3 separate regions of the Sus scrofa genome follow, and regions 2 and 3 are each linked to region 1. Evidence: chromatin contacts called from public Hi-C and HiChIP or PLAC-seq data. All regions are on one chromosome and are shown on one strand. The core of a region is the stretch at or near the end of the contact, and the rest is flanking DNA. Distances in the headings are between cores, read along the strand shown.

The links. A called contact is a pair of places that touch in the nucleus more often than the background predicts. HiChIP or PLAC-seq counts read pairs in DNA pulled down with a chosen protein or histone mark.
Region 2: an H3K27ac HiChIP or PLAC-seq map of skeletal muscle shows a contact between it and region 1. The contact joins two enhancer-like sites. A contact is called at or near these places in 1 of 47 Hi-C or Micro-C datasets (skeletal muscle) and 1 of 2 datasets of contacts at active chromatin or transcription factors (skeletal muscle).
Region 3: a contact with region 1 is called in a Hi-C map of skeletal muscle, with 3 times the contacts expected there. The contact joins two enhancer-like sites. A contact is called at or near these places in 4 of 47 Hi-C or Micro-C datasets (embryonic fibroblasts, psoas muscle and skeletal muscle) and 1 of 2 datasets of contacts at active chromatin or transcription factors (skeletal muscle).

Annotation. Positions count from the first base shown.
Region 1 is chr8:17,503,916-17,507,138 of Sscrofa11.1, forward strand. No RefSeq gene overlaps it. Among named protein-coding and RNA genes, the nearest start is that of PPARGC1A, 440 kb to the right of the region's middle. Within about 2 kb of position 1,401, at least 3 of the 83 cell types and tissues checked have an H3K27ac peak or open chromatin away from gene starts, as enhancers often do. A contact at or near this core is called in skeletal muscle, where this site is marked.
Region 2 is chr8:17,635,418-17,638,684 of Sscrofa11.1, forward strand. No RefSeq gene overlaps it. Among named protein-coding and RNA genes, the nearest start is that of PPARGC1A, 310 kb to the right of the region's middle. Within about 2 kb of position 1,969, at least 1 of the 83 cell types and tissues checked has an H3K27ac peak or open chromatin away from gene starts, as enhancers often do. A contact at or near this core is called in skeletal muscle, where this site is marked.
Region 3 is chr8:17,753,089-17,756,360 of Sscrofa11.1, forward strand. It overlaps LOC110262067 (a long non-coding RNA gene), which reads right to left. Exons shown (of 3, transcript XR_002346588.1): 2 at 2,030-3,272. Among named protein-coding and RNA genes, the nearest start is that of PPARGC1A, 190 kb to the right of the region's middle. Within about 2 kb of position 1,908, at least 1 of the 83 cell types and tissues checked has an H3K27ac peak or open chromatin away from gene starts, as enhancers often do. A contact at or near this core is called in skeletal muscle, where this site is marked.

The DNA of each region.
Region 1 (3,223 bases), core at 151-2,650:
AAAAAAAAAAAAAGGCCAGAAGAAGAAAAGAACATCCCTCTTCTTAACAGGCTATTTACTGAAATGGAAAAGTCATAGGGGGAGCAAAGTACAGGGAGAGGAGCAGTGGTTTGATTATTAGTTCTACCTGCATGATCAGACAAGTTACTTAAATTTTATGATCCTCTGTTTCCTCACTTTTGGAGTATGAGCATTTAAATATTTTCCTTGCTCTTGACTCTGAGGATTAAATGAAATAATCAAGTGGGAAATGCTCCACCCTTTGCCAACACTGAGGAATTTTTTTCCTTACTATTTAGCATCCCCTCCATCCCATCTCTGGATAATTTAATCTTTCATCTCTAAGAGTCCAGGCCAATAGGTGATCATTCCTGTCTACAAAGCATCTTTGCAATGTGTGACCTCAAGGGCTAGCTCTGCCCCCCTCTCTTTCCTGACCCTGGGGCACATCCCTTCCCTGGCTGTCTAACCTGGGGCATACACCAGATGGCAGTGTCCCATTGAGGACAGAATCCTTATGGCCTTTCAGCTCACTCACCAAGTGACCAGTTGCTTTGCCATATCTCTATGCGTGTTACGGGTCAATAGCATTAGCCTTGGGGTCTGGTTGATGTTCAATGTAAAAATAAACACTGGAAAACCTCCGTACACATTCTATTCCCTTTCAACTGCAAAGCATTTTCTTTCCAAGGTCAATTGAAAGAGGTACGTATGTGACGTTGTAATAAACATGCACTTCAAATAGATTTTTGTCAACATTTCCTTGCACTTTAATCATGACATGACAATCCTCTACCGAGCATCTGACACACACTTCTAGGCACCAGAGCTACAGGTGAAAGTGATGCAAATCTGCTACCTTCAAGTAGCTCCCTGTTTAGAGTTTTATGCAACTAAAAATAACACAGTGTGATCACTATTATGCTATTTAACCCAGATGGATTCACAATTTTTTTTTTATCTTATATGTGTGTGTCTTGGAATTCATCATTTTATGGGTTTTATTAAGTTCACTTGCCTTCACTAAGAGCTTTCAAGTCTCACGGATACCTGGTGTTCTCCACTTAAAAATACAATGAACATCTTTATCTTGCTACAATTCATCATGTATATGATTTTAGAGGTTTTATCACAGCAACATTTCAATATTAAAAGAGAATATACCCAAATAGTTTCTCTTACCTCTATTAATTTATCCTATAAACACTTGCTACAGGTTGCCAGGTCTGCCATTGGGGAAATAGAAACAGGAATGAGCTCTTGGCCTTGCAGGCTACGAGCCTAATAAAGGGTTAGAATTTGAGGTTCTGCCAAGGGATGTGTGAATTATGTTGTGAGTATATGAGTGTGTGTGGTCTATGCCTCCACACAGTTTTCAGTTGTGTTGCTACTTTTGGTGAGATTCATGAACTCAGAACTGAGACATATACACAAGGGGTGTGTGTGTGTGTGTGAGTGTGTGCACATGTGTGTTTTCCCTTGATGTATGAATGTGGTTGCTGACATGAAAGACCACCTCTCTGCGTAGTACTGAAGACATGCATACCTCTAGAATTGCCAGACTGGGGAAAATATTTTAACTGGAGTCAGCTTCTTCCAGTGACCTTCCATTCTCTTTTTTCCCCTCTCCACACCCTTCCTATCTCTGTCCTGAGCCACCCTGCCTCTGACCAGGAGCAATCATACACCCTCTTGTGACCTCTAAGGACTCAGAGGAATCTGATTTTCCTACAGACCCGCCAGCTGGGGCCTTGGGAATCTGATCCACTCTTGGATCTTTCACAGAATCAGCAGTGGCATTTCAGAGTAGGCGCCACACAGATCCTGGCCTCTCTTGTGCCCAAAGTGCACAAGGAAACCTCCCACGGCATTTCAGAGACTGGCCCTGCCACTGGGGAGGCTTGCTGTTCCCAGAAACTTTGCTGCCAACACCAGTGGAAGCTCAGCAAGGAGGCAGCTCCTTGAGGTGTTCAGCTAAGTAGAGTCCAAAGTTGCCTGTAAGAGCTGTGCCTGGCCAACAGATCAAAATTCAAATTCTTCTGGATAATCATCTTAGACTTAGATGAAAAGAGTTTGTGTTGATATCATGCTATCCCTTCTGTATGAGAGGGAAGCAATAAAATCATCCCTTATTTCTTGAATTAACTGTGGCTTTTTGGAGCTGCCATCTGGTTTTTTGGCTGTTGGTGATGCCTTGGGAAGCATCATAGTGACTATCCCTTCCCATGATTCACAATGTCTGAGACTAAGCTTGGGTATTTGCATTTTTTAAAAAATTATATCATATTTTTCTAATGCAGCCCAACCACATGGAAGCCACTGCTTAAAATTTCCTCCTAAAGTAATGCACAGTGATTCTGTTATTTCTAGAATACAAAAAGGTAAGGAAGGGTGTGATACAAGGTCAGATATGAAGAAGGGAGCTAAGTTAAGATTAGAACTTTAGTCTCCTGACACCTAGTCCACTGCCCATTCTGCACAGCACAGGAGCCCAGCACATGGTTGAAATGAGGGATGACGATTGCGCTAGGCATGGAAAAGGCAGATGAGTGCTTACAAAGCTTCCACGGGTTTCCAAAAATAAAGAAGTCATTGTTTAAAGCCAAGAATAGAGCACCAAAGGAAAGGGGAGTCTTGACCTCTGGAAATAAGATGATAATACAAATTTCTAAAAAAAGAAGGAAGATATTACAGAATGAAGAGGGAGATAGTTCCTTAGTTGAATCAGGTTCTGAGTATTATGAGGAGCAGCTATGTCCAGTCTATAAAGCAAGTCCACGGACCTGAACCATTGGCCAAACATAGTGGCTCTGGGGAAGGAAAACAGCCCAAAGAAAGGAAGGGGGGTCCTGGTGTGGTAGGCAGGGTACACGTGTCCTGAAGAGAGCAGTGAACTCCAGCATGATATGTCCAGGTCACCCACTGCCCCCACCTTGGAAAGTATACCTCTTGGTGACTTTAGAGATGACATAAGGCCAAAGAAAGTAATTATACTATGAGTCATCATGTGTGTGCACTGCACCAGGCACTCACACTCATCTTTTTTTGAGGGGGTGTGCACTTGTAGCATATGGAAGTCCCAGGCTAAGGTTGAACTGCAGCTACAGCTGCTGGCTATAGCAATGCCGGATTTAATCCATGTCTACAACCCACACCACAGCTCAAGGCAACGCTAGATCCTTAACCCACTGAGCAAGCCCAGGAATGGAACCCACATCCTCAT
Region 2 (3,267 bases), core at 719-3,218, 130 kb after region 1:
TTTATAGTTGATGAATTGCTGATACCTAGGCAATCTACGAAGACAAGAATGTAAAAAATAACTTGTCTACCTTGTGCATTGGGCCCAAGAGGCAAGAACTGCTTGCTATTGATGAGATGACTAAAATTTACTTTAAGATATTTCAACGTAGCCCTCTATGTTATGCTGTTAGAGGTTTGTTAATTGGTTAAGCTATAACCACATGCAGATGATGGCTCTAAACAGGAATTTCCACTCTGAGGGCATCTAGCTAGTATTTTTAATTTAAAAAATCTCTTACTCTTGAATTGGCTTCTACCTGTGCTTCCATTATCCCAATCGCAATAACAATGTTTTACTAAGTAGCTAGATGATTGTCAGAAAAAAATGTTGTCAAAATCAATATCCTATTAAATATCATGGTTAACATTAGACTTGAGTTCCCATTGGTAAAATATTCAAAATATTTTAGATTGGCAAAAACATTTTAGAGAACGTCTAATACTTGCTTAGACAGGGTGAATACGTCTAGGCTGCACTTTAAGAAATCATTTCTTAAGTTCCTGTGCCAACCCCTTGGTTCGGAAGATTTCTAGTTTCCAGATACAGACCGCAAAGGCCACCCGTCCCTACCTCTGACCTGGTGTTACATTTACCTTGAGTGAATGTTTCATTCAAAGTGATGGTCAGAATACCTAGCAGGACAGCGGCCTAGGACTTATCAGATTTATAGAACGAATCGTGTGGATTTTCAAAGCTTGCTTCCAAATAAATGATTAAAACAAACAAACAAAAAACTCAATAGTTAGATGAAAGATACTAATGTGAAGTATCTTCAGCAGGTAGCCTGCTCGTGGAGGATTAGACAGACCTGACCCTCTTCGAACTTCTTGGTTGTCTGGTTTTCTACCAATAAGTATCTGAATGTTAACGTGTATAAATTGGTTTAAGATCATGTGCATGATACCAATGCACACGGGCCAGACCATAATGGGAGGAGATATTTTTGATTATTGAGAAACTGCCATAGCTTTTTCTATAGTAAACCTCATCATGCAACAGTGGAAATATCTCAGAGGTCAACAAGCCTGCCTCCCACGACCCTCCTCTTATTCTTTCTGTTTCAAGGATAATTTTACCACTTTCGCTAAGACAAGGATCATTCCTATGTAGTCCAAGGTGCTCAGAGAACATTAGCAGCCACTGGATACTTTTCTGATATAAAAGCACATATTAAAATAGCTCGATATAAAACCACCTGTTTTTCCAAATATTTTTCAAAAGCATCTTGCATTCTAAATGTGTACATATTAAAGATATACATCTTTACATATTTTGATCCTAATTGTCCAAATTAATATGCAAATCTAAAACACCTTATTCTGTGTTAGATGCAGTTCTCAATGAGTTTTAACCAGAGAGATGACTACGTATGTCAGATAACCCTTATCTATTCAATATTACATTCATAGGCCATTTAGAAAAAGAGTTCTTTAAAAAAAAAAAATTGGCATCCTTCGGATCAGCACAAGTTTTGACTTAACGTAGTAGAAATATAATCACCTAATATATAGGTGATATCTCTGTTTCAACTACTGTGATTGTTAGCCATTAACTTGGAAAGAATAGAGGTTATTCCATAGCATTTAGAGCAGAAACATAATGGAACATGGTCCATTATTGAATTCACTCTAAAAGCGTTTCTTAGAGCACCTGTTAATTCTGTCCTTAATTTTGCATATGGATAGCACACTGGGTGCCAAGGAACTCAAAGTTTCATTTCTGCTAGTGGGAATCAATATTAGTGATTGAATGGGATAAGTTCATCTGTCTACCCAACATTGAAATATGACTGATGTGGTGAAACTACATCTAGTTGGAAGGAACAGAGATATTTGATAGCAAAATAGGTGAGATCTTGCCAAAGACCTTCCCCCTCCTTCTGTTTCTCAATGACATCTGAACCAGAACCAATGTAAGAACTATCATGTTTCTGAAATGTTCCAAGGTCACCCTTCTGGGACGTTGTTTCTGCTGTCTTACTTAGACACATGTTTACTCTCGTTCTTAAAAGAGGTCCATCTGTGGAATAAGTTTTTTTAATAGGAGTTGTGCATTTTAAATAAAAATAATAATTTGACCGGGTTGGGGAGGAGTGAGAATTTTTCACAAGGCGCTATTCCAAATTCCTCTAGTCCTATAAACTACATCTTCCTTATTTCAGATGTATTTTTGAAAGAGTCTAAGGTTAACCCCCAGGCGTAAATGCATATTTTTAGGAAAAAGGTTTGCCTCCTCCAATGTAGATTTATATCAAGATTTGTGTGTGGGGGGGGTGATTTGGTTTTGCTTTTACTTGCAAAAGGAGCATTTCTGAAAATGCTGCATTAAAAGTCCTTGGCATAGCAGCAGGCAACAACTGTGAATGCAGGCATAGACACCATGGATAGCTAAATTGATCTCACCTCAGTGTACTCTTTGGTATTTAGGCTTTCAGTGATCTGTTAAATGCTCTGCACATTTTAAAAGCTGTTTGCAGGCAATTCATGTAAGGTGGCATAACAGGCAATGGTTTGCATTTGCAAAACCTGTTTATTTAACAAATTCGGTTTGGCTTCAGTTGGATATTTTGGCATATTATATTTTTATCTCTTCAAGATTTAGAAAATTTTTCTTTAGGAGTCTTCCCATCTTGCCTACAAAAGAGTAACAAATGCTGTCTTTCTTGGTAATCTTTTGAATGGTATTCTCAAACAGGATTATCAGAATTCCTTTTCCTACTAGAGAATCCTGAATCAGCAAAAATTTTAGCTTTGCTGCATACTTAAAATAGGTTGGCATGAATCTAGCATGGTATTGCTGGCATGTGTCATTAAAAAACAAACAAAAAACCTGTAATGTCAACAGAATATGACCAGCGTGTGGAAAGATTCTATCCTAAAACACACCAGTGCCTGCTGCTTTTCTGCTGCTTTGCCGCTATGCTTTAAGAAGACAGACTAATGATTTTGAATTACAGTGGTCTGGTGACTTGTCTGTGACAGAAATGATGGGCTTTTGGACTAGCCCAGTCTTCTCACCTCCCCATTATTGGTTTCTCATTGGCCATTCATACCATTCAGTGTCCTCTTGGATACCCTTAAATCTCTAGATAAGCTCTTTAAGATAGAGAGCTGATGGAAAATGGGAATGAATATTGCCATTATGTGGAATCTACAATTTCTTTTCTTTTTTTCTTTCTTTTTTAGAGCCACACCTGCAGCATATGGAAGTTTCCAGGTGAGGGGT
Region 3 (3,272 bases), core at 658-3,157, 250 kb after region 1:
TGAAGCAAAGTTCTCCCAAGATAGTAAGGTTAGAAAAGGCCTCCAGGGGAAAGTGGAATTGAAGAAGGAGGAAGAGTTATATGGAGAAGCCTGGAAAAATGTTTAGGGAGCTTCATCTTGTTCATTGCGGAGAGGAGATAGAAGAGAAACTAGAAGATAGGTGGGAAAAATTCATTGAGAACTCTGTATGCCATGTGAGCTGCTTAAGTTTCCTTTGCTTGTCATCAGGAGCAGAGTCAAAAGTGGACCAAATGTGGCAATCCTAGAGGCAGGGGGCCCAATGAGCAGGCTTGCAACAGCTCAGCTGAGATTTGACAAGGGCCTCCTGGGATCCATCATTGCTACCCTGAACTTGTTTCCTCCCCTAGTGGTTCCCAGGATTTCTGGAAAACTACACTTTCCCCTACTTTTAGCCTGGAGTTTGAGTGAGATGACTTGTCCTCAGCTCCAAGGATGATTCTTAATTAACTTAAGTGAATCAGAAAAACCCTTTCACTTGGCCATAGTCATTGGATTAGGACGAGGCATAGGACTGGGAGTTTGGGATTGGCACATGCACCCTGAATATATGGAATGATTGTCCAGTGGGGACCTGCTGTAGAGCACAGAGAACTCTGCCTGATGTCCTGCAATCATCTATGTGAGAAAAGCGTCTGAAAAAGAATGGATGTGTGTACATGTATAACTGAATCACTTTGTTGTACAGCAGAAATTATCACAACCTTGTGAATCAACTATACTTCAATAAAACTTTATAAAATAAAAAAACATGCAAAAATTAATGACAAAATTTAAAAAAAAAAATAAAGAGAGGACTCAAGTGGAGCAAATGTGGCCAGAAAACTTCTGGGCTGGGCTTCGGGAAGCGCATCTTCTTTGCTCCTTTAGGAGAACTACTGGGAATACAAATTGTTCTGACTTATGATGGTTTGACTTAATTTTTTTACTTTTATGAGAATGTGGAAGTGATCCACATGCAATAGAAAACTAGGAAACTTTGAATTTTGAATTTTATTTTTTTTCCCCTTCCAATACTATGTGGTACAGCCCTCTGTGGTGACACTGGGCAGTGGCAGCTCCCAGTCAACCATGCGATCCTGAGAATAAAGAACCGATCCAGTTATAACAATTGCGTCCCCAGACACCCACTCTGTTTTCACTTTCAGTACAATATTTAACAAATCACATGAGATAGTCCACACTTTATTATAAAATAGGCTTATATTAGATGATTAATCTACATGTTCTGACCACGTTTAAAGCAGAAGGAGCTAAACTATCATGTTTGGTAAGTTAGGTGTATTAAATGTATTTTCAATTTATGATATTTTCAAATTATGATGGGGTTATCAGGACTTAGTCTCACGGTAAGTTAAAGAAGATCAGTGGTGCTCTCTCTTCCGGAACCAAGACATGCAGCCTCAACACTGTTGGCTGCCAAATTGGGAACGGAAGGAAAAATCAGCCTTTAGATTAAGCCAACACTACAGAAAACAAACATGGAGAAGCAAATGTACTAAACCCCATTTTAAATCTTCTCTAACTTGGGGCCAATAAGTCGTGCAGAATTTTGATTTTTTTAAAAAAAAATCTTTTGTGCCACTTAAATGGGTTTTTCTATAACTGGGACATTCTTGTTCGTAAAAGTATCTTAACTGCTAAAAGCCTGTCGTCCGTGGCAGTGACCATCAGGACAAAGGTAGAAAATTAGATGACCCTTCCAGTCTTTTCATTTTTAGGATTCCCTCTCACCCTTCGTTTGTTAAGAAAATCTCAAGCCTGCAAACAGCATGCTGATGACTGAATAAAAATGACAAAAACAGCACAAGAGTCAAGTGACTCCCCCAGAGTCCCCTGACAGCTTTTCTCCCTTCCTCTCTGTTGCCTGCCTGTCTCTGGCTGCCAAGAATTTGCTGTTTGCTTCTCACTTCCCTCATCCAATCCACACTGAGAAGTTAACATGCCCAGCAAGCTCCAGAACAGAAAGCAAATGTCGGCACACATTTTCCCATGAATGAAAATAACCTACCCGCTCCGAGTGGCCTCTACTTTCCAGGGCTGAGATCATATTGGGTTGGGTGGGGAATTCCTCAGTCTTTCAGCTAATGGCTTTGGGGTTTTGCACGAGCCACATGCTCCTGGCTTTAATGTTGCCACTGTGGATGAGAACTTGTCATGTTGTATAATATTACACAGTTACTCCAAAGCAGCTTTCCTGACTAAGTGACAGCATTTGACATGTCTCTAATATTGACAGTAGTGGTGACTTTCAAGTGTTCTATTTATTTCAGGTAGAAAGGGAGCAGAGGGTTTTAAATAAAATAAACATGTGCAAAGGAAACTTGTGGTTTAGTGGAGTAAAAATGTCAAGGGAGTCTGAATAGTTGCTCTGCTATTTTCTAATCATGGACCATTGGGCAAGTTTAGAGACTCAGTATCTGTCTATAGAATGGAAACGGTGATAATGTCCACCTCGAAGCATCAAAATCCCATTATCCAATGTGTCTAAGTGTCTTGTGCGATGCCCAGCTCACTGTAGACAATAATGCTGTAGCTATTAATTGGGATTCCTGCCATGTCCATAACCTTTTCTAAGCAAACAGCCATAATCCAGCATTTAACGCCGAGAATCCTTAGGCAACACTGATTCCACCATAAGGCTTGGCTACCTTGGCCACAGAGGATCCTGCCGTTGGTCACCAGGCTCAACACAGGTGACCTATGAGGCAGCCAAGAATTATGACCTGGCAGGTGCCTAAATCTGAACTACTTCGAAGAGTCTGACAGACTCTAGCTGGAAGCCTGAAAAATTCAGGGAGCTAGTGGCAAGAATCGAAACTGACAGGATTTACAGAGAGAAGCCATGATGTTAAGCAAAGGCATGAAGAAGTGCTGAGGTTATGAGAAAGGAGAGTGTAAGCAAATGGGCATAGTTCAGAAATATTCATGGATGGAAGGATCAATGAGTTTTTGGTGAGGGAAGCAGACAGACCTAGAGAGAATCAGAACTATTAAGAGGAGCTAGGTTGCAAGAAGGGCAAAGCAGAAGTAGGAGGCCAGAGACCCTGTCCGCTGAGACCCTGGTGACTTCCAGAAGATCGTCCAGAGGTAGGAAGGATGGTCCTGGAAGAGACCGTGTGGTCCAGAGGTAGGATGGTCCTGGTGGCATTGTTAATGATACAGTCTGGAATAAGAATAGGAGGGCTCAAGCCCTGTGTATCTCACTTACCATCGATGAGGATTTAAGCAAGTTACTCAACCTCTTTATTGAC